Regions from separate parts of the Mus musculus genome. Here all the other regions are linked to region 1. A link is a contact called in public HiCAR-type and promoter capture Hi-C data. All regions are on one chromosome and are shown on one strand. The core of a region is the stretch at or near the end of the contact, and the rest is flanking DNA. Distances in the headings are between cores, read along the strand shown. Region 1 holds the start of Hnrnpl (heterogeneous nuclear ribonucleoprotein L). Region 2 holds the start of Zfp568 (zinc finger protein 568). Region 3 holds the start of Thap8 (THAP domain containing 8). Region 4 holds the start of Polr2i (polymerase (RNA) II (DNA directed) polypeptide I). Region 5 holds the start of Nfkbid (nuclear factor of kappa light polypeptide gene enhancer in B cells inhibitor, delta). Region 6 holds the start of Pld3 (phospholipase D family, member 3).

Region 1 (2,853 bases), core at 333-2,832:
TCCAAACTTTTTTAATTAGGAGAATCCCTTTGTATCCCAGGGTAGCCCTGAACTCAAGGCAATCCTGCCTCCAGAGCGCTGCATTACAGGCTTGCAACCACTACGCCATGCTTAAAACTTATCCCAACACCCGGGGTTCTGTTCTCTGAGCCTTTACTCACATTTCAAACTTAGTACCAAGCGGATATCCGCTTTGGGAATGACCTGGTGGAAAGGTGTCACAGCACGTTTTGAAGCGGCCTGTGAGTCTTACACCGTCTCAAGACGTGTGTGTGTGTGTGTGTGTGTGTGTGCGCGCGCGCGCGTGCGTGTGGTGGGGGTGGGGGTAGATACGCGCCTTGTCTGTGCTAGGCAAGCGTTCCATTGCTGAGCTACATCCCAGAGTCTTCTTGACTCCCTAGTTTCCCCATAAAGCCTCTGGACGGGTCTGTGGTCGGGATCCGGATCCTCCGTCAGTACGTTCCCTGTCTGCTTGCTCCCCGGCGGGCACTTGTCGGCGTTGCAGCTCTCGGGCTTCGCAGGACCCTGGGAGGAGACAATCGCTTCAGAGCAGTCTCCAAGTAGCGAGTCTAAGCCACAGAGCACTCTGGAGGACGCAGGGTGCTCAGTTGCCAAGTGCGAACCGAGTTGAACTATAAAGATCTACCACCATGACTGAATTTAGAGTGAAATGACGGTGCCTGCCAGGGTCCAAAGTCACATGGCAATCAATGAGTGTTTTATTAGTGAGAAGTGCTCAGATTTGAAGGTTCTTTTAAAAATAATAACCTCCAGCTTAGGATAGGGTAGAGGTGAAGTAAACGTTCTAATGGGTTATAGCTGCTGCAAATTGTTGTCTTGCTCTAGACTTCCGGAGCTTGCAAACAACAGACGCGCGAAAGACCGTTCGGGTACTCGAGTAGTTGTATCCCTTAAAGTCACCTCTTCTATTGAAGCCCCCCCCCCCCCCCAAAAGTACAGGAGCGCATGCGCTCTCTCGGGACCGGTTCCTAGATTGCGCCACAGAGAGCCTACGGGCTCTCCTTTTTCACCAATCAGAAGCTATCAGTCGTCCTATACCATCTGGCAATAGGGCATTCTTTCCACTCTTCATTGACCAATCGAGTGTTGACGTACGAGACGGGCACCTGGGGGAACAATTGTAGGAACACAGAAGGGAAGGCCTTTCTTGTATCCCAGCGGAGTGGCGCGGGAAGATGGTCGTTGTGACTGGGAAACGCAAGGATTTCAGAGTGACCGATTAGCTAGGAAACCAATGAGAGCGGGAAGGAGGCGGAGCTTCGGAGGCCCACTTCCATTTACTGTTTGTGGGAAGGCGGAGCGATCCCAAAAATCTGGCCTATTAAATCAGAGTTTATTTTAAGGAGGTGGGGCCTGGCGGAATGACTGGCAAGAAGCGTTCACCTATAAGGAGTGCGATTGGCGAACAGAGGCGGTCTTTCCAATAGAACGGCATGCGTCCTATCCAATAGAAATGAACCGTGAGGAAACTTCCCCTCCCCCCAAGATAGGGCCAGTGGCTCCCCCTATCGGGTGGGGGCGGCGAGTGACGGGCGTGTCCCTCCCCCAATGAGAGGCGGGGGGAGGCGGGTTCTGCGCCGCCATGTCGCGGAGGCTGCTGCCCCGGGCGGAGAAGCGGCGTCGGCGGCTCGAGCAGAGGCAGCAGCCGGACGAGCAGCTGAGGCGGGCGGGAGCGATGGTGAAGATGGCGGCTGCGGGCGGCGGAGGTGGCGGTGGTCGCTATTACGGCGGCGGCAACGAGGGAGGCCGAGCCCCTAAACGGCTGAAGACTGAAAACGCCGGCGACCAGCACGGAGGCGGCGGCGGCGGAGGCTCCGGGGCGGCGGGCGGCGGCGGCGGGGTGAGGCTGGGGCTTTAGACTCCCGGAAGGAAGGGGAAATTTCGTACTTTAAAAAGCTATTTATTTTTCACAGGGGGGAAAAATCTCTGCGCAGGCGCTGCAGCCCTCGCGCTTTTTTGGTGGGTGGGGGAGGGGCAGGCGTTGGGCAAACGGCGGGGTTTGCGCGAGGACAGGCGCTTGCGCGTGCGCACAATCCGAAGCGGGGCTTGAGGGGGCGGAGGAAGCGGCTGGCTCTGCAGGCACCGCACTGCGCAGGCGCCGCGGGCCGGCATGTGGGGGGCCTAGGCACGCGGTCGGGCCGTTTTTTTTTTTTCTCCTCACTTCTTTATCTTTTTTTTTTTCCTCTTCTTTCCGTGTCCCTATGCGCAAGCGCGTTTCTACAACCACAGCCAGCGAGCGGGAAGCGGGTGGGCGGTGGCCTGACCGAGTCGCCCCGTCGCAGTTTTAATCATGGTCGTTTCCATATAGAAGTTCACTTGATGAAATTATAAAATTATAATGCCCAGATTAAACTGTTTAACTTCTTTTACTGTGTGCATTGAAAAACGGAAGACGATTTGTGAAAGGCAGATTTAACTTTGGGAATTGAGCCAAGCTTAGAAATTATCACTCGATTTGCTTAGGGCTCCAGGATTGGGGCATTTATAAACTAAACTGTATTATGGTCCTGTGGCTATGCATAGAGTCTTTCAGCCTATTTAGTCTTCTGAAGGTCACAATTATGGTGTCTGGGTTAGGATGCAGTTTGCATTCCTTTTAAAAGTTTATTATTAAAGTCCTTCCGGTGGGCACGGAGTCACAGGCCTTTAATCTCTTTGGTTTGAGGCCAGCCTCTTATGCATAGTTAATTCCAGGACAGACAAGGCTGTGAGACTTATCAAAAAGCCAAACAAACAGTGCCCTCTTGATGAGGCTGCTGCTCATGCATTTATCAGCTTCTCCCTGTTGTTACAGTGTTAGGTTTCTCAAGGATTTGGAAGACATTTTAGTTG
Region 2 (2,700 bases), core at 159-2,658, 1.2 Mb after region 1:
GCTCTGTCTCCCACCAGTTAAACTTAAGCCGATTATTCTAGCTTGCAATCAGGCTTGGAACATGGCTACCTCTATGCCTCTCTCTGACTTAATAATAGGTATAGCTATTCTTTTCTCCAATGGAGACAATATAGGGATCTATTTTCAAATGACAAGTCGTCATTAAGCAAGTACTTCCAGAGGCATTCAGATGTTGGGGTCATGGGGTGTGCAAATAATGAGGAAAGGACCAAGAAAGTCGGAAATAAACCACAAGTAAACTTTATACCCTCCCCCCGTCCCGTTCCCTCCCCCCCCCCCCCCCCCCCGGGAAAACACTTCTAACTGGTTAGGGTCACAAGTCAGCTTCGACCTTTGACAAAGGGAGAGAGCAGTCTCCTTTCTCCTTTTGAAGCATAAAGGCAGGAGCAGAGGTTCAGGGAACAATAAAGAAGGAATTTGTAAATTGAGGGTTAGTTCTGGAGCCCAGGGTGTGGCAGGTAGGAGGATGTTCATTCAGGCTCAAGGCTATTCTAAGACAGAGGTCTTATCTCAGCCTTTAGGGAGCTCGCCCAGGCCTGGTGGTTTTACTGCAGCTTGAAAGAAAGTAAGGCTTGCGGGCATGCAGTAAGATGGGGGCGGCCGTCCAATACCTGGGATCACTCTGGGCTCGGCACAAAGGAAAGCCCGGCTCTTTGTGGTTTGTAGTGCATTCTTTGCCTCTTTTGGGTAACTGACCTGGCAATGGGTAAAACTGGGAGTAGACATAAAAAAATTGTGACCCTCCAGGTCTTTCTTGGCCAGGCCAGAGATCATTACCAGCCTTGTCCCCATTATCCATCCTGCGTAGAGAATGGAGATTAGGAGAGAACTGGCACCCTGACCAATTTGCGAATCTAAACCTCACCTCAGAGATTGTTCCCAGGAGCAGAGTTCTGAAGTCACAACCACTCGGGTGACAGGAGCCCCATGGTTACATGCAAGATGCCACATAGAGGTAGGCACAGTCTTACACTTAAGCCACAACTCCACAACGACCAGACATTTCATGTCCTCATAGAAAAGCTATCAGAATGTATTACAAACAACCACAAAAACTATTCCAGGGCACTGCGTCCGCCCAGTCGCAAGGCTCCTGCCGAGAGGCTGGACAGGCCACTAGCCTTTCTGGGAAATGTAGTCCACAAAGGGACAGCCACCTAGCGCCCCCAGCGCCTCCTCTGGTTGTTCCGGAAAAGACCGTCCCCGCAGCTGCTCACGTCCAGCGCTGCTTCGCCGGCGGCGTCACCGTCTCGCCGCGCTAATGGGCTCAGCCACCTCGGCGCCTTCGGCCATGACTCCTGTCCCTAGCACAGGAAACGCCAGCCGAGCTCTGACCGGAAGTTGGGTCGGGCCGCGGGTCCTTCTGGGAGCACCTGTGCTCTGGGACATAACGGGCGCGCGCTGCCGCCCGAGTGGAGGGGCTGGCCGTGCGTGGCCCGCATGCCGCGTCTCTGAGGTTGCGTCTCGGGAGGTTTTGGCTGGTGGCGCTGCGGGGACCTCTCCACGGGAGAGGCACGGGTGGTCCGGTTTGCGCCGGCCGTGGGCTTCGGGCTGGGCGCGGGCTCTCGGGGGGCTCGGAGTATCCCGGGTCACAGCTTTGCGGAGAGCTCCGGGCCAGAAGGCGGGACTCAAGCCTGTTCGGAGCTGCAACCAAAAACCTGGTAAGAGTTTGTGCTACTCTGGAGATTTGGAGGGGGTGTGGTTGTGCGAGAGCGAGTGTCCTGTCGTGGCCATGTTTGGTGGTAAGGGGTTGAGTAAGGGTGTGGTGAGTGTGGGGATGGCGTGGCGTGTGCAATTGTACCGCGGAGTTCTTAGGTGTGTAGCATTTGGCGTAACTCGTAACTACGGGGAAAAAAAATCTGTACTTTCTAATGATTTCCCCCTCCTCATTGCCGCCCTTTCAACACTTTCTTCTCTAACTTTTTTCAGTTTTTCTTTCTATTATTACCTAATGGCTTGCTTGGCTTATTTAATTTTTAAAAAAATCTTTTCTTTTCTCTCCTTTCCTTTTCCTTTTTCTTTTTTTCTTTTTCTTTTCTTTTCTTTTCTTTTCTTTTCTTTTCTCTTCTTTCTTTCTTTTACCTTTGTAGTGTTGAATTTAAATCTAACGCTTCAATCACACCAGGCAAAAACTGTACCAATGAGCTACATTCCCAGCCCTGAAGTTAGTTTAATAATGGCTGAAAAAAATTCCTAAGCTCAATAGCAAACCAACTGGGATTCCTTCAGTTCACGTTGTTAGCAGATTCATTGCATTTAGCTGATCCAGGCTGTATTTGGTTGAAATTCAGATCTGCTCTCTGTTTGTTGTTTTCTGGTGCTCAAGTTAAAAAGAACTGATTCCAAACATATTTTCTTTTCACGGTGGATTATGGGAGCACAGGGGAGATCATGCAAAGACTCTAAAAAACCTCTGCTTCAAATGTGTCCATATTTAGCCAAAGAAAAGTTGTGTGGGTAAGCTTGTAGTCTATTAAAATAACTATTTGCCACATTAAGAAATCTCTAGAAATACTTTTATACTGGGTGTTACCGTTTAGTGCAAGTGCTCTTTGATGATAGTGTGCTCTTGTTTGCACTCTCTTGTGTGCACTCTCTAGCTCTGCTCTCTAGCTTGCTCACTAGCTCTCTCTCTCTCAAATTACATTTGTCACAAATTTTATATTCCAAACCCTTTGT
Region 3 (2,892 bases), core at 215-2,714, 1.5 Mb after region 1:
AAATAAACCTTAAAAGCAAACAGGAAAACAAAAACCTGTTGCTTTGGGGCCAGAGAGGTAGCTCAGTGTCAGAACATGGTCCAAGAATGGACCCCTGTGAGATTTGGGTGCTTGTAAGAAAACTCCAAGAAACCAAGCCAAGAATCTCATGATCTCAGTTTCTTCAAAAACACAGAACTGAATTGTTCCTGGTTTTGTGCCCCTCCAGGTGTAGGAGATAGGAGTGAGTCTATTTCAGATTATTCATTACACTAAGTATTGTTATTTCTTTATATGTCTCGATGGAAAAACATGTTTTTGCCATGTGTGTCACTTGTCCTTGTGACTCCTCTTAACCCTCAGGGTACAAACTGTCTGCTGCTCAGACTAAAGTTGGCTACTACAGGAGACTTTAGCTTGCCTCATTTATGACTCCATTCTCCCAGGTCCCACTGCCTCTAGACTAGTAGCCAATAGCTCCGTAGGTAAAAGCCCTTGGGGCCAAAGCTGACTCTGGGAGAATGAACTCTCAAAAGTTGACCTCAGCCAGTCTGGTCTACACAGCCAGTTCCAGGTCAGCCAAGGCTACACGGAGAAACCCTGACCAAAAAAAAAAAAAAAAAAAGTTTTACTAATAGCATTCCTTCTACCCAAAGTCATTTCTTTCTGTGACTCAAATTTTGTGGAACTGTTTTGTACACCCTGCTCCCCAGGCAGCAGTGCTAAGATTTTTACATTCTCCATAATTTTAAGCCGTAAGTAGATAAAAATCAGTTCTAGTGAAGGAACAGGAAAGAAATCAGGAACAGAAAAAGGAAGGAAGACCAAGAAATGTTACGCAAATAAGCCAGGCAAGTACTCCGGAGGCAGAAAGGTAGATCTCAGAGCTCACAGCCAGCCTGCTGGTCTACAGAATGAATTCAGTCACAAAGAAATCCTGTCTCAAAAGGAAAAAACAAACAACAAAAACAAAAAACAAAAAAACCACAACAATATAACAACAACAACAAAACCCACAACAATATAACAACAACAAAACCAGGGGAATGTTAACCAAATAGGGGCCTGGAAGAGCACACCTTACCCCGAGGCGCTACAGAGGAGGCGTGGCAAGAGCCAACAGGCCAGCCTCTCGCTCAGACTCCGATACAGCACACTGGTGGCTGCAGTGGTCCCCAGCCCTATTCCAATAAAATCAAAGACACACTGGAATGAAAGGGATAAGTGTCTTAGGTCACTCACTGAACAGTAAAGTGATATTAGAGATGATTTGTAAATGCAAAACCATTTCCCGGGAGTTAGAACTAAAATAAAGCAATGTGCCAACTCTAAGTGGAGCCAGAAAGATGGGCAGCACCAAACCCTGAAGCCAGCAGGAACGCAGGGGGAAAGCCTCTGCCAAGGGGGCGGGGCTTCCGGACCAGGCGGGCCTGGGAAGCCGCCTGAGGGAGCAAATAAAGAAGCGATGGGAGGGACCGAGGCCCCGAGGCGGGACCAAGGTGGCAGAGAAGCCCGGAGTTGGGTAAACAGGACGACCAGCCTCTCACCCGGTTCTGCACAGTGTCCTCGGGAGCCGCCGCGAGTCGCGTCCGCCGCCGGAGGCAGAGCGGTGGGGCAGGAGGCGGGGAGGACTGGTTTCTCCGCGCCGGAACTCCCGCCATGACAGAGGACAGCTTTTCTATCGTGTCACTCCGCGTATAACCTCCGGCCGCTAAGGCAGCCATCATGCTGTCGGAGACCAGTGTCCGTTACGCTTCTTAACAGCCGCCTGTAGCCAGCACCCACTCGAATAGCGAATGGCCGCGGGAAAGCCGGCGCCACCGCCCATTGGACGCAGCCGGCACCCCGGCTGGCCAATCACAAAGCTTCCGGGTAGGCTCATTGCCCAATGGGAGATAAGAGGCGGAGCTAAAGGAAGGTGGGGCCAGGGCCTGTCTATTTCACTGCTTACTGAGTCTGGCTGGGTTTCTCTACTAACCTGTGCTTTCTCTGTTCATAGACACACAGCTTTTAACTTTGATGGAGCTCATCCTGTCTTTTGCAACAGTCCCGGGAAGTTATTCAAGCTGTACCAGTCTCATGGATATAGGGGTAGGGTGAAGCCAAAGAGCCGTGGGCTTGGGGTCGGGAACAACACCGCCCTACTCTTGCCTATACAAATAGTGAGGTTTAGGATTGCGAAGATTGTAGCCAGCTGCTCTCCATCCCGTGATTGGGGCGTAGCCGCGGTAGCACGAGGAACATTTTGTACGCATGCGCCCTCAGTTTCCCCTGTCACGTGTTGCAGTGTTGCTCTTCCCTGGGATGACGTGAGGCGGATGGATTGCTCGGGGACCCGGACAGGGTTTGGCCCAGACTCAAGTGTTATTGCTGACTGGGCAGGACTGGCCAGGGTAGGACAGCTACACATAAGTACATTAGGGCTCCAACACTTTGGGGCGCCTGGGCAGGGACAATTGGCCTGGGAGATTCGAACATGGGGCGTGGCCCTGGGAGGGGCGGGGTTGGTCCAGCTTTGAGTCTTGGGAGCTACTGCTATGAAGCTGTAGATAGTTCATTGCTACCTTGGGAGCGGAAGGGGTGAGAGGGATGTGCACACACATCATTCTCCCTGTTCATTTTTTGGCTTATTTTTCTCTTTAAACGGTTTTCTGGGGCATCACAGGTTGAGGTATGCAACGGTGTCCCCACCACTAGAATGTCAGCCCCTCCCTGAAGCCAACAAATTTTATCCCATTTCCTGTTATTCCTAGGTTGCTAGACTAATGCCTAACACATACTATTGTCCATCAAATGTTTGTTGGAAGGGTTTGATTTTTAGCCCAGAAGTCTGTTGGGGTTTGGGAAGCGTCGCACAAACCGCTTAAAAACCGATCTCAGTTAAACAGGACTGGTTTATTGAAACTCCCCCCA
Region 4 (2,901 bases), core at 291-2,790, 1.4 Mb after region 1:
AGTCCCACTGCTTCTCTTAGGCTTGCCTCCTAACTCCTCCTGAATGCTGAGATTACAGGTGTGTTGGGCCCACCATAGGCCACGGTGGTGGATGACACCTTCAGTAAAGATTTGGAAAAAGGAATGGACAGAGTTTAGCAGGGAGGGAATGAGTAGGGAAGGTGGGGAGAGGCTGAGGGCAGAATGATGTGAGCTGATACACACAGAGGCCTTCTGTGTTCTTGCTGCTCTCAATCGGGCCAGAACTTGATGGCTCACCTCAGTTCTTTACAGTGTTATACTTTTGTCCTCTCCATGGAACATTCTCTAGATATCAGCTCAAATACCCATTCCTCAAGGAAGCCTCTTCAGATATCCCCAGGTAAAGCCTGGTACCTCTGATGAATTTCCCGTGAGCTCCCTCCCCCTAAGCCAGTTCAGACAACTCTGGTTTGTCACTGTCTACTGAATGTCTGCTTCTGACCAGGCTGAACTGGGGCTTCCATGTGGCTAGAGCCTATACTGGTTATCACACTGGGCAAAACATGGTATTTGTTGAAGAAATAAATTAGTGAATGAATGTGGGGCGGGTCCCGGGAAAGGGTGTCCTCACATGGATGCGACAGCCGTCATCCACAGGATAGGAGCCCAGCAGTGCATCCTCCTGATCCAACTTGCTGTAGAACTTGTCGTCTGCTCCATATAGCTCCAGTTCCATGCAGGAAGCAGGGCTGCCCACCACCAGCTCCAGTTTACACTGCAGTAAAGAGGCAAGATGAGGAGAAAGGCTGTCAGAGGCCTCATCTTCAGACTTTGATCAACAAACAAGTTCCAAAAAGACCCACCTTGGACCAGTTCCTTCTGGACCCGCCCCCTCGGCTCTCTGGAGTGTCTGATTTTTCCCGGGTCCTGCCCCTACTCGGTGGACTCTGTTCTCCGGGGCTCCCAGGCCTGGGAGGCTGGCTGTCAGTCTCTGCAACCTTCCCTCCAGGTTCGCCCACTAGTTTTCAGCCCCCTACTCCCTTTTCTTTGCCCCGCCCCTCCGGACCCCGCCCCCACGGCCACACCTTGAACTCTGCGATGGTGAGGCTACGACTGTATCGCTTCTCCGAACGGAAGCTGTTGAGGGAGCTGCTGATGAAAACCATCACGGTGGGCGCCGATATCCCCGTCACCTCCATCTCGCTGCGCCCCGGAGTGGCCCGCGGTGCGGTTCAGCCGTCTCACACCGGCTCCGCAGTGGCCGCCGCTGCTTCTGGGATATAGGTCCCGCCCCTTGTTCTGGAGCTGACCAATGCAAGTTCTCCACCTAACATGGCCAGCCAATCGCTGCTGTTCTTTCTCCACGGACAGGCGGATTCTCGGGTACGTCCAACCAATCCCGAGAGGCCTTCCGTGCACGGGAAGCAGGAGAGGAGGGCGGGAGGAGGCCGAAGCCGGGAAGAATGGCTGGAGTTGTCCCGGTCCGCCGAGTGTAAGTTCGGCGCATGTGCACTGGCCTTGGGCCAAGAAGAGAGCAGCGGATTCTCTCGTTCACGCTCAGCGCCTTGCGGATGACATCGCGCATCATAGTCCCAGCCCTTGTCCTAGATCCATTCCACTCGGAGTTGGGAAGCAGGTTCCGAAATCGGGAGTGAGTAGCAGAGGGTATCAAAGGATCGACGCAAGCCGTCAGCCAGACATCCATAAAAAAAAAAATAAAAAAAATAAAAAAATAAGGAACCCGCGCATGCGCGCAGCATCGCCCTAGTTTGGTGCAGCTTCGGTGTGCGACCCTTCCCGCGTTCCGTAGCGCGCCCGCGCAAGCGCAGAAGGCTCAGCAGCCCAGTCGCTATGGAACCCGACGGGACGTACGAGCCTGGCTTCGTGGGTATTCGGTTCTGCCAGGAATGGTGAGGCCCGGGCAGTAGGTGTGGGAAGGCAGTGAGGACTGGCTCCAGGGCTGACCTCTGACCTCCCCTCCCCACAGTAATAACATGCTGTACCCCAAGGAGGACAAGGAAAATCGCATTCTGCTGTACGCGGTGAGTACCGGCAACCCTCTCGCCCGCGGGTTCACGCCTTCCCTGCGCGCTCCCTGCTGGCTCCCCCACGCTTTCGCCTCTTGACTACCCCTCAGCACACCCTCTCTCCCATGTTGTCCATGCCCTCCTTGGGAACACCCTGCCTTCCTGTCCAGTCTTGTTGGAGATCTGATCTGTTTGTGACACTCCTCCCACATGCTCTCCCGTCTGCAGTGCCGGAATTGCGATTACCAGCAGGAAGCCGACAACAGCTGCATCTACGTCAACAAAATCACGCACGAAGTGGAGTGAGTGGCGGGACCTCGCTTGGGGCACGGGTCACCTCTTAGGACACCCGGCCTGACCGCTAATTACTTCCCTATGCCTGCAGCGAGCTGACCCAGATCATCGCAGACGTGTCCCAGGACCCCACGTTGCCCCGGACGGAGGACCACCCGTGCCAGAAGTGAGTACGCAGCTGGCATAGGGAAAGAGGAGTGGCTGTGCACAGAGAGGTCTTTCGCGGTTTAGTAACTGAACCATTCCCTCAGGTGTGGCCACAAGGAGGCAGTGTTCTTTCAGTCACACAGTGCCCGAGCTGAGGTGAGTGGCGGCTGGGTGCTTGGGGGGGTAGGGGTGGGGGGGACACGCCAGTTTTGGGTTGATCCTGTTTACTCAAATCAAGATTGGGAAAGTTTCTTTGATCGTTTCTTTTGGTCCTCACACTATCCTCTGGGTCCAGACCCTGACTGAACGTTCTTATTGCTAGGACGCCATGCGCCTGTACTATGTTTGCACTGCCCCACACTGCGGCCACCGCTGGACTGAGTGATCGTTCCTTCTTCCACCTGTAATAAATGCCAGTTTCTACACTAGTGTTTCCCGTGTTTATTTCTCTCGTGGGTAGGGAGCAGCCAGT
Region 5 (2,989 bases), core at 208-2,707, 1.6 Mb after region 1:
ATCCAAGAATCCTCGAGGTAAGAGCTGGGGGTAAAGCGAGGAACGCGCCTTTCTGGATGCTTTGAAGGTTGGCTGGAGCGTAAAGCTGGGCCCTGAGAATTGATTCTGGACGTTGAAGAGGAGAGGCTGGGATCCTGGACTTCTGAGTCCTTGGGAGTGTTGGACATCCTTGGGAGTTGGGGTGCAAGGACTGAGAGGCCTGATACCGGGGGTTCTCTAAGAGGACGAAGTGACCCGGACTCCTTCACCCAAGGAGGGGCTGCATTGCATCCTTGAAATTGCGGTTATGGACGCAGGTTTGGGCCTCGAAGGTCGGGCGCTGGACCTCAGGAGTCCACTCTGGTAGAGAGCAGCCCCGCCCTGGGACTTCCCAGAGCACCACTGGTGCAGGGTGCCCGGGCCGAACAGGAATTCCCCGTGCGCGGGGATTCCACGGGCGCCGCGCTTCGCTGCGTGCCCCGCCTCCGAGCCAGACACCTGCGGCGCGCGCGTGCGGAGCGGAACTGGGAGGTGGAAGATTCCCTTGCGTTAGCGCCGTGACGTCAGCGCGCGGCGTCTCGTCTCGAGGGTTTCCGAGTCAGTCCTCGGCTGACTTTAACCCTTCTCGCGCTGGAGTCTGAGCTGGGAAGTCTGGGCTGGGGATTTGCTCTTCTTGGGTCGAGGGAACCGGATTTTCAGGTCTCAGAGGAGACTGAGGGTCTGTACTCTTGGGTTCTGGGTGAATGGATTGTGCCAATGGGATACAGGGGCATCTCCGGGATGGTTGGTCCCTGCTATTCCCAAGTTTGCCGAGGTGGGGGCGGGAGCTTTGCGACTCCAGATCCCTGGATCATTGAGGAACTACACCGCTACTGATTTGGTGGATCCTGGCAGAGAGGCTAGAGCAAGAGTGGTGATCCCAAGACTTGGAGAGGAGCAACTCACCCTTTCCTGTGCTGAGGACTCTGGGCTTACGTTCTACCATCCACCCAGCCTTGCGCCCAGCCCCACATGTCAGATTCTAGAACAGAGAAACATTTTGTTGTTGTTTTGAGACAGAGGTCTCAGGTAGTCCAGGTTGGCCTCTCACTTCGTTTATAGATGAGTCTGGCCTTAACACCTGACCCTCTGCCACCACCTCGCTGGGATTGCAGGGGTGTGCCTCTACTCCTAGTTAAAACAGAGATATTGGGAACCTGGAAATGCCTTTTCGGGAAGTTGAGATTAGCAAACCCCAGTCCTCCACTCCTAGTGTTAGGACCTGGTCGCCTAGGTTGGGATTTTTAACGGATGTGGTGGTGCTTCCGAGGAGCCCGGTGTCTCCGGAGAAGATAGATGCTTCAGAGAAGTGCTAGCCTCCCCACTTCCTCAGTTTCCACTACGGTGGTGGAAAGTTGGTGCGGAGGAAAAGCGTGGAGGAAAAGGAAGGAAATGGCGGAGGCGGGGCCCTGCACTCAACATCTTCTGTTGGCTTTGTAGTTCTCCAGCTCGCTCGAAGGAAAGGAGGGCGCCCACATGCACTCCCAGCCACCCACCGCTGCCACCGAGGCTGCATTCGGGTGACTTAAACATTCCTGATGACTTCCTTCTGTCTTCCCACACACAGTGAGTCGGCCTGAGCGTAGTCACTGCCCAACACAGACGGTAAAGAAGCTTCTGGAAGAACAGAGGCGCCGACAGCAGCAGCCAGAGGCTGCTGGGGTGCCGGTGAGTCTCTGGAAGTCGCCATGTGCGCTGGGGGAGATGGGAGTTGTAGTCCTGACTCTGAGGCTCTGCAGGTGGGGGACAGACCTGGAAGAATCTTCCAGATTCATAAATTCATTTCCTTTACATTGCAGGGACACTTCTCCCCTCCTCTGGTCCAGCCACTGACTCCATCTGTGAATGAGGCAGAGCCAGGTAAGAATAAAGTTAGCTCCTAGCCCAGCTTCTCTTAGACTCAGGCATCCCAGCTCTTAGACCTTTGGGGACCGAGGAGTCAGGCAGCTCTCATTATTCTTGAGCCATATGGGAAATTTTGATGACCAGCCTGCCATCGTTGCACATGTCTATATTCCCAGTACTCCGGAGTTGAGGGGGGGCGGATTGCCATTGGGTTTGAGGTCATGTGGTTTTTTTTTTTTACTAGCAAGTTCCAGGCCACCTAGAGCTATCTAAGACACCTTGTCTTATAACCAAAACCCCTGGAATTTGACGTTGGTTTTCAGTAGCCCAGTAGTCCATGAATAGTGTCCTTCAAGCATCCAGGGTTTAAGACTCCAGGACTTCAGATCCCAGTTGCTTGAGATCCAGTAGGCCTGGCATCGCAGCTTGCTGATGCCCCAGGACTGGAGGACCCAGCTCCTCAGTGTCTCAGGACCTCTGGAGACTCCAGGTTTACCTTCCCTGGCCATGTCTCCAGGCTGTAATAACAGGCTGGTTCTGACCACCCTCTCTGTTTCAGGCCATACTCATTTCCCTGCCTTCCAAGAGACTGTGGATTCCGGACCTGGCAACCTGGCTCCCCCTTCAGGCTTTGCAGACTGGGACCCTAGCATCCATGCTACCTATACAGAGGGCTCTTTCCCATTCTCTGCTTCTGAAGGCTTCCTGACTCCTGATTTCTACCCTCCGTCAGACCCAGGCCGGTCAGGCCCATTTCCCCTGGTGATGGAGGTAAACTATAGGGTGGGGACAGATGCTTAAGGGCCCCTAAAAACTTCTCAGTGGTGCTGAGCCTAGTGGCGCAGGCTTGTCATCCCAGCTACTCCGGAGGCAGAGGTAGAAGGATCAAGACCTACCTGGGCTACAGAATGAGTTCTAGATTGCCCTAGCCACAATAATAGGACCTTTTTTTTTTTTTTCCTAAATAAAGGGAAAAAATAAGTGGAAAACAGAAAGACTATTGGGAGTTTTGCTCTGTGGTCCAGCTCTTTCCTCACATGTGTGAGGCCATGGGGTTCAGTCTCCATGAGGTAGGGATGGAGAGTAGAGAATCTCAGTATTCTGAGATGTCAGGGACTGGTTTAAG
Region 6 (2,978 bases), core at 49-2,548, 1.3 Mb before region 1:
ACACACAAACCTGTTGGCTACTGTGCATTTTACAAATGGGAAAGCAGGAATTGGAGAGGCATGGTTTGGTGGCCTGGGTTTCCCACAGGTTTAGGGGTGAAGCTGGGACCCTGGGATACCATAGAATACCATATAATATCCCACACCATGGAAATATGTGAAACGTGTACCCACAGAGGAGGGAAAGCTATAAGGCTGGGTGGCTCCTTGTGGGTAATGCTGAATACAGATGTGTTAGTGGAGAGATGGAGACACCAGGGCGATTTGAGGGTAATCTAAGGGGAGATGGAAACAGGAAGTACAAGAATAACTGGTATGAAGAGATTTAGGGGAAATGGGGGTTTCATGAAGGAGATGTGTGGGTGACTAAGACAATGATGACAGAGAGACCGGCTCATCAGTGCTTGCAATCCCCACACTCAGGAGGCTGAGCAATTGGATCTAAAATTCAAGGCCAGCCTGAGTTGCACTGGTGACTGAATGCTAATCTCCCGCACAGGTACCCAGTGCTAACAAAGATGGAAGAGTGACCAGCGGAGCACTGGGGACAGCAGGGGCGTGTCTGAGCTGACATACTTTGAGGTTACAAGGAGACCCTGTCACATAAAAAGAGAAAACTGAGCATATAAGGCCAATCAGGGCTTAAGGGGAATGAAAATGAATAAAAAGGACAATGTTTGTGCTGAAGAGATGGTGCAGCAGTTAAAAGCACTTGTTGCTCTTCCAAAGGACCTGAACTAGAAAACCCAGCATTCACATGGGATGGCTCACAACCATTCGTAACTACAAATCCAGGGAATTAGACATCTTCTGATCTCCTCGGGTAAATGCAGTCACAGATACTCAATTAATTGTAAACAAACAAAAAAACAAAAATTACTTCTTAAAGGAGGGGGCGATGTGAGAGAGGTCATGGCGTCAGAAGGGGAGGGGTGGTGACGATTTAAGTGGGGTATGATTTAAGAGAAGGGATGAGGGCACCTAAGTGGGCCAAGGACGATATAGAAGAGATGCATTATAGACGAGAGGGTGACACAGGGAGGGCAGCCAAGGTGTCGCGCACCAGATCGCACAGTACCTGCACGTCAGAGTCTTCTACTCCAGAACCTAGCCCCGCCTTCCCGCCCACCTGTGCGCAGGCGCAGTCGCGCTAGACTGCGGGCAGGGTGGGGGCTAGACTTGATCCTTTCTGATTGGCGGCGTTCTTCGCGACCGAGGCTCTGTGTTGTCATGTGATGGTCGCCGCCCCACACTCTCTTGCTGGTTGGAGGCTAGGAGGGCTAGAGCGGCTGGTGGAAGGTGCAGTCTGGCTTCCGGTATCAAGGGCAGGACTTCCGGGGCGGGCGGCCCAGGCCGAGGGAGGAGTGTCTGACAGTTGGCGCGACCCGGAGGGCGGGCGGGCGCCTCGTGGGGGTGCGGGCCCCAGAGTGCCAGGTGAGGTGCGGGACTGGGACGGAGGAGGTTAGGGATGGAGATACGGGGTGGCCGGGGGTCTGGACTTCCCGCGCAGCCCATACTGTACGATCAGATAAATGATTTCTCTTTCTGAGCCTCAGTTTCCTCTTCTGTACAATGGGGGCCCAGAAGCTGACCGTAGAACCCGTGTAATGGGACGTCAGGTCGTGCACACCCGTTCTGCTCTCAGAGCTCTCCATGTTACTCTTCCATCCTCGTTAGCACTGATGATGGGTACCCGCGCGGGAGCTGCCCGAGCTAGCAGGCCAGCGGGTTTGGGTTCTAATCCCAGCTTCCCTTTGCAAGAACTGGGCCTGTGTCATTACCTTTCTGAGCCCAAGTTTTCTCTGTTTAGTGAAAACCGATAATCTCAGGCTCCTATGTTCGTCGTGTGGATCCTGATGAATGTCTTTGGCATACCAACAGCTCGGTGGATCGGGATTGTAGCTGAGAGTTCTAACAACATAGAGGAGGGAAGCCCAAAGGAAGCAAAACAACAGTCAAGAAGATTGTTTGCCTCTTTCCTGAGTCCTGAAATAGCGATTTAAAATAATGACTAATGCATGTTCCTCAATTTAAAAGGGGGCATTTTGCATTGTTATCCTAGCCAGGAGAAGGGAACCTTAACTTGAAATACAATAGAAATAGAACATTCCTCTTCATTTGTGGGCAGTAAATGAAAGATACTTGAAAAGTTGTTTTGTTTGTGTGTTTGTTTGTTTATTTACTTATTTATTATTTTTGAAGCTGGGTCTCTGTTTGTAGCTCTTTCTGTCGTGGAACTCACTACATAGACCAGGTTGGCTTTGAACTCACAGATAAACTGCCTGCCTCTGCCCCTCTACCCAGTGCTGGGATTAAAAGCCTCTGCTATCATGCCAGGGTGGCTAAATAGTCTTATATACTTGGTTTCCACCTCACATCTGCATGCAACTTACATTAGGTCTACAACTGTCCCAGTCTGTCACTAGTTTAGTTCAGATTTAATGAATACCTGTCAGACGTAGTTGTAGGAACTTTGAGTTTGCTGTTTTAACCCCTCTAATATATATATTTTTTAATTTTAAATGACATGTTTTATTACACTGTATGTAAAACCAGAGGATAGCTTGGCCTGGTGGCCTTTACCTACTTAGCCTACTTATCTCTCTGCCCCTCCCCACCTGCCGCCCCCCCCCCCCCCAGGAGAAAAGCAGAGGTACTTGTTTTTAATTTTTTTCCCCATTGATGTACCTGCCCATGCATTTCTGTGGAGATTAGGAAAAGTTTTGGGAGTCAGTTCTCTTTCTCCGAGTGGGATGCCGGTTCAGGCGACAGAACTCCTGTTGTCTGACTTGATGGCAGGCACCTTTGAGTAGGTTGTCCTATCATTTACTTTAAAGTCCTGGCAATGGAACCCAGGCCAGGCACACGCTAGGCAAGTGCCCCACCACTGAGCAGTTTCCCAGCCCTCGGCTTTTTGAGGTAAGGGCTGTCCACGGAGCACACCTGGCCTGGAACTCAAAAGCCTCAACTTCCCAAGT

Evidence for each region. Promoter capture Hi-C pulls out the DNA fragments that hold promoters and counts their contacts. HiCAR-type assays count read pairs that join an accessible place to other places.
Region 2: a promoter capture Hi-C map of frontonasal cranial neural crest shows a contact between it and region 1. The contact joins the promoter of Zfp568 here to the promoter of Hnrnpl in region 1. A contact is called at or near these places in 2 of 39 promoter capture datasets (frontonasal cranial neural crest and hippocampal neurons).
Region 3: a promoter capture Hi-C map of liver shows a contact between it and region 1, with 2.4 times the contacts expected there. The contact joins the promoter of Thap8 here to the promoter of Hnrnpl in region 1. A contact is called at or near these places in 4 of 39 promoter capture datasets (cranial neural crest, liver and pre-B cells).
Region 4: a promoter capture Hi-C map of liver shows a contact between it and region 1, with 4 times the contacts expected there. The contact joins the promoter of Polr2i here to the promoter of Hnrnpl in region 1. A contact is called at or near these places in 5 of 39 promoter capture datasets (cranial neural crest, liver, maxillary cranial neural crest and 1 more), 1 of 484 Hi-C or Micro-C datasets (B cells), 1 of 115 datasets of contacts at active chromatin or transcription factors (pancreatic cancer cells) and 1 of 9 other capture datasets (adipose tissue).
Region 5: a HiCAR-type map of Th17 cells shows a contact between it and region 1, with 5 times the contacts expected there. The contact joins the promoter of Nfkbid here to the promoter of Hnrnpl in region 1. A contact is called at or near these places in 2 of 39 promoter capture datasets (embryonic stem cells and pre-B cells), 1 of 484 Hi-C or Micro-C datasets (B cells) and 1 of 115 datasets of contacts at active chromatin or transcription factors (Th17 cells).
Region 6: a promoter capture Hi-C map of pre-B cells shows a contact between it and region 1. The contact joins the promoter of Pld3 here to the promoter of Hnrnpl in region 1. A contact is called at or near these places in 1 of 39 promoter capture datasets (pre-B cells) and 1 of 115 datasets of contacts at active chromatin or transcription factors (large pre-B cells).

Annotation. Positions count from the first base shown.
Region 1 is chr7:28,809,308-28,812,160 of GRCm38.p6, forward strand. It overlaps Hnrnpl (heterogeneous nuclear ribonucleoprotein L), which reads left to right and starts at 1,583. Exons shown (of 13, transcript NM_177301.5): 1 at 1,583-1,861. The coding sequence starts at 1,604.
Region 2 is chr7:29,982,547-29,985,246 of GRCm38.p6, forward strand. Zfp568 (zinc finger protein 568) reads left to right here and starts at 1,409. Exons shown (of 10, transcript NM_001167872.1): 1 at 1,409-1,682. It overlaps Gm31735 (a long non-coding RNA gene), which reads right to left and starts at 975. Exons shown (of 2, transcript XR_001778074.2): 1 at 887-975.
Region 3 is chr7:30,278,630-30,281,521 of GRCm38.p6, forward strand. Thap8 (THAP domain containing 8) reads left to right here and starts at 1,465. Exons shown (of 3, transcript NR_144498.1): 1 at 1,465-1,851; 2 at 1,979-2,070. It overlaps Wdr62 (WD repeat domain 62), which reads right to left and starts at 1,781. Exons shown (of 33, transcript NM_146186.4): 1 at 1,527-1,781. The coding sequence starts at 1,703.
Region 4 is chr7:30,230,534-30,233,434 of GRCm38.p6, forward strand. Polr2i (polymerase (RNA) II (DNA directed) polypeptide I) reads left to right here and starts at 1,541. Exons shown (of 6, transcript NM_027259.1): 1 at 1,541-1,871; 2 at 1,949-2,003; 3 at 2,217-2,290; 4 at 2,374-2,448; 5 at 2,534-2,585; 6 at 2,752-2,854. The coding sequence starts at 1,813. The coding sequence ends at 2,814. Tbcb (tubulin folding cofactor B) reads right to left here and starts at 1,664. Exons shown (of 6, transcript NM_025548.4): 1 at 1,047-1,664; 2 at 593-736. The coding sequence starts at 1,160. Ovol3 (ovo like zinc finger 3) reads right to left here. Exons shown (of 4, transcript NM_001289817.1): 4 at 2,764-2,901.
Region 5 is chr7:30,421,818-30,424,806 of GRCm38.p6, forward strand. It overlaps Nfkbid (nuclear factor of kappa light polypeptide gene enhancer in B cells inhibitor, delta), which reads left to right and starts at 1,458. Exons shown (of 11, transcript NM_172142.4): 1 at 1,458-1,686; 2 at 1,818-1,878; 3 at 2,423-2,634. The coding sequence starts at 2,629.
Region 6 is chr7:27,551,920-27,554,897 of GRCm38.p6, forward strand. It overlaps Pld3 (phospholipase D family, member 3), which reads right to left and starts at 1,299. Exons shown (of 14, transcript NM_011116.2): 1 at 1,079-1,299. It overlaps 2310022A10Rik (RIKEN cDNA 2310022A10 gene), which reads left to right and starts at 1,371. Exons shown (of 10, transcript NM_175107.5): 1 at 1,371-1,434.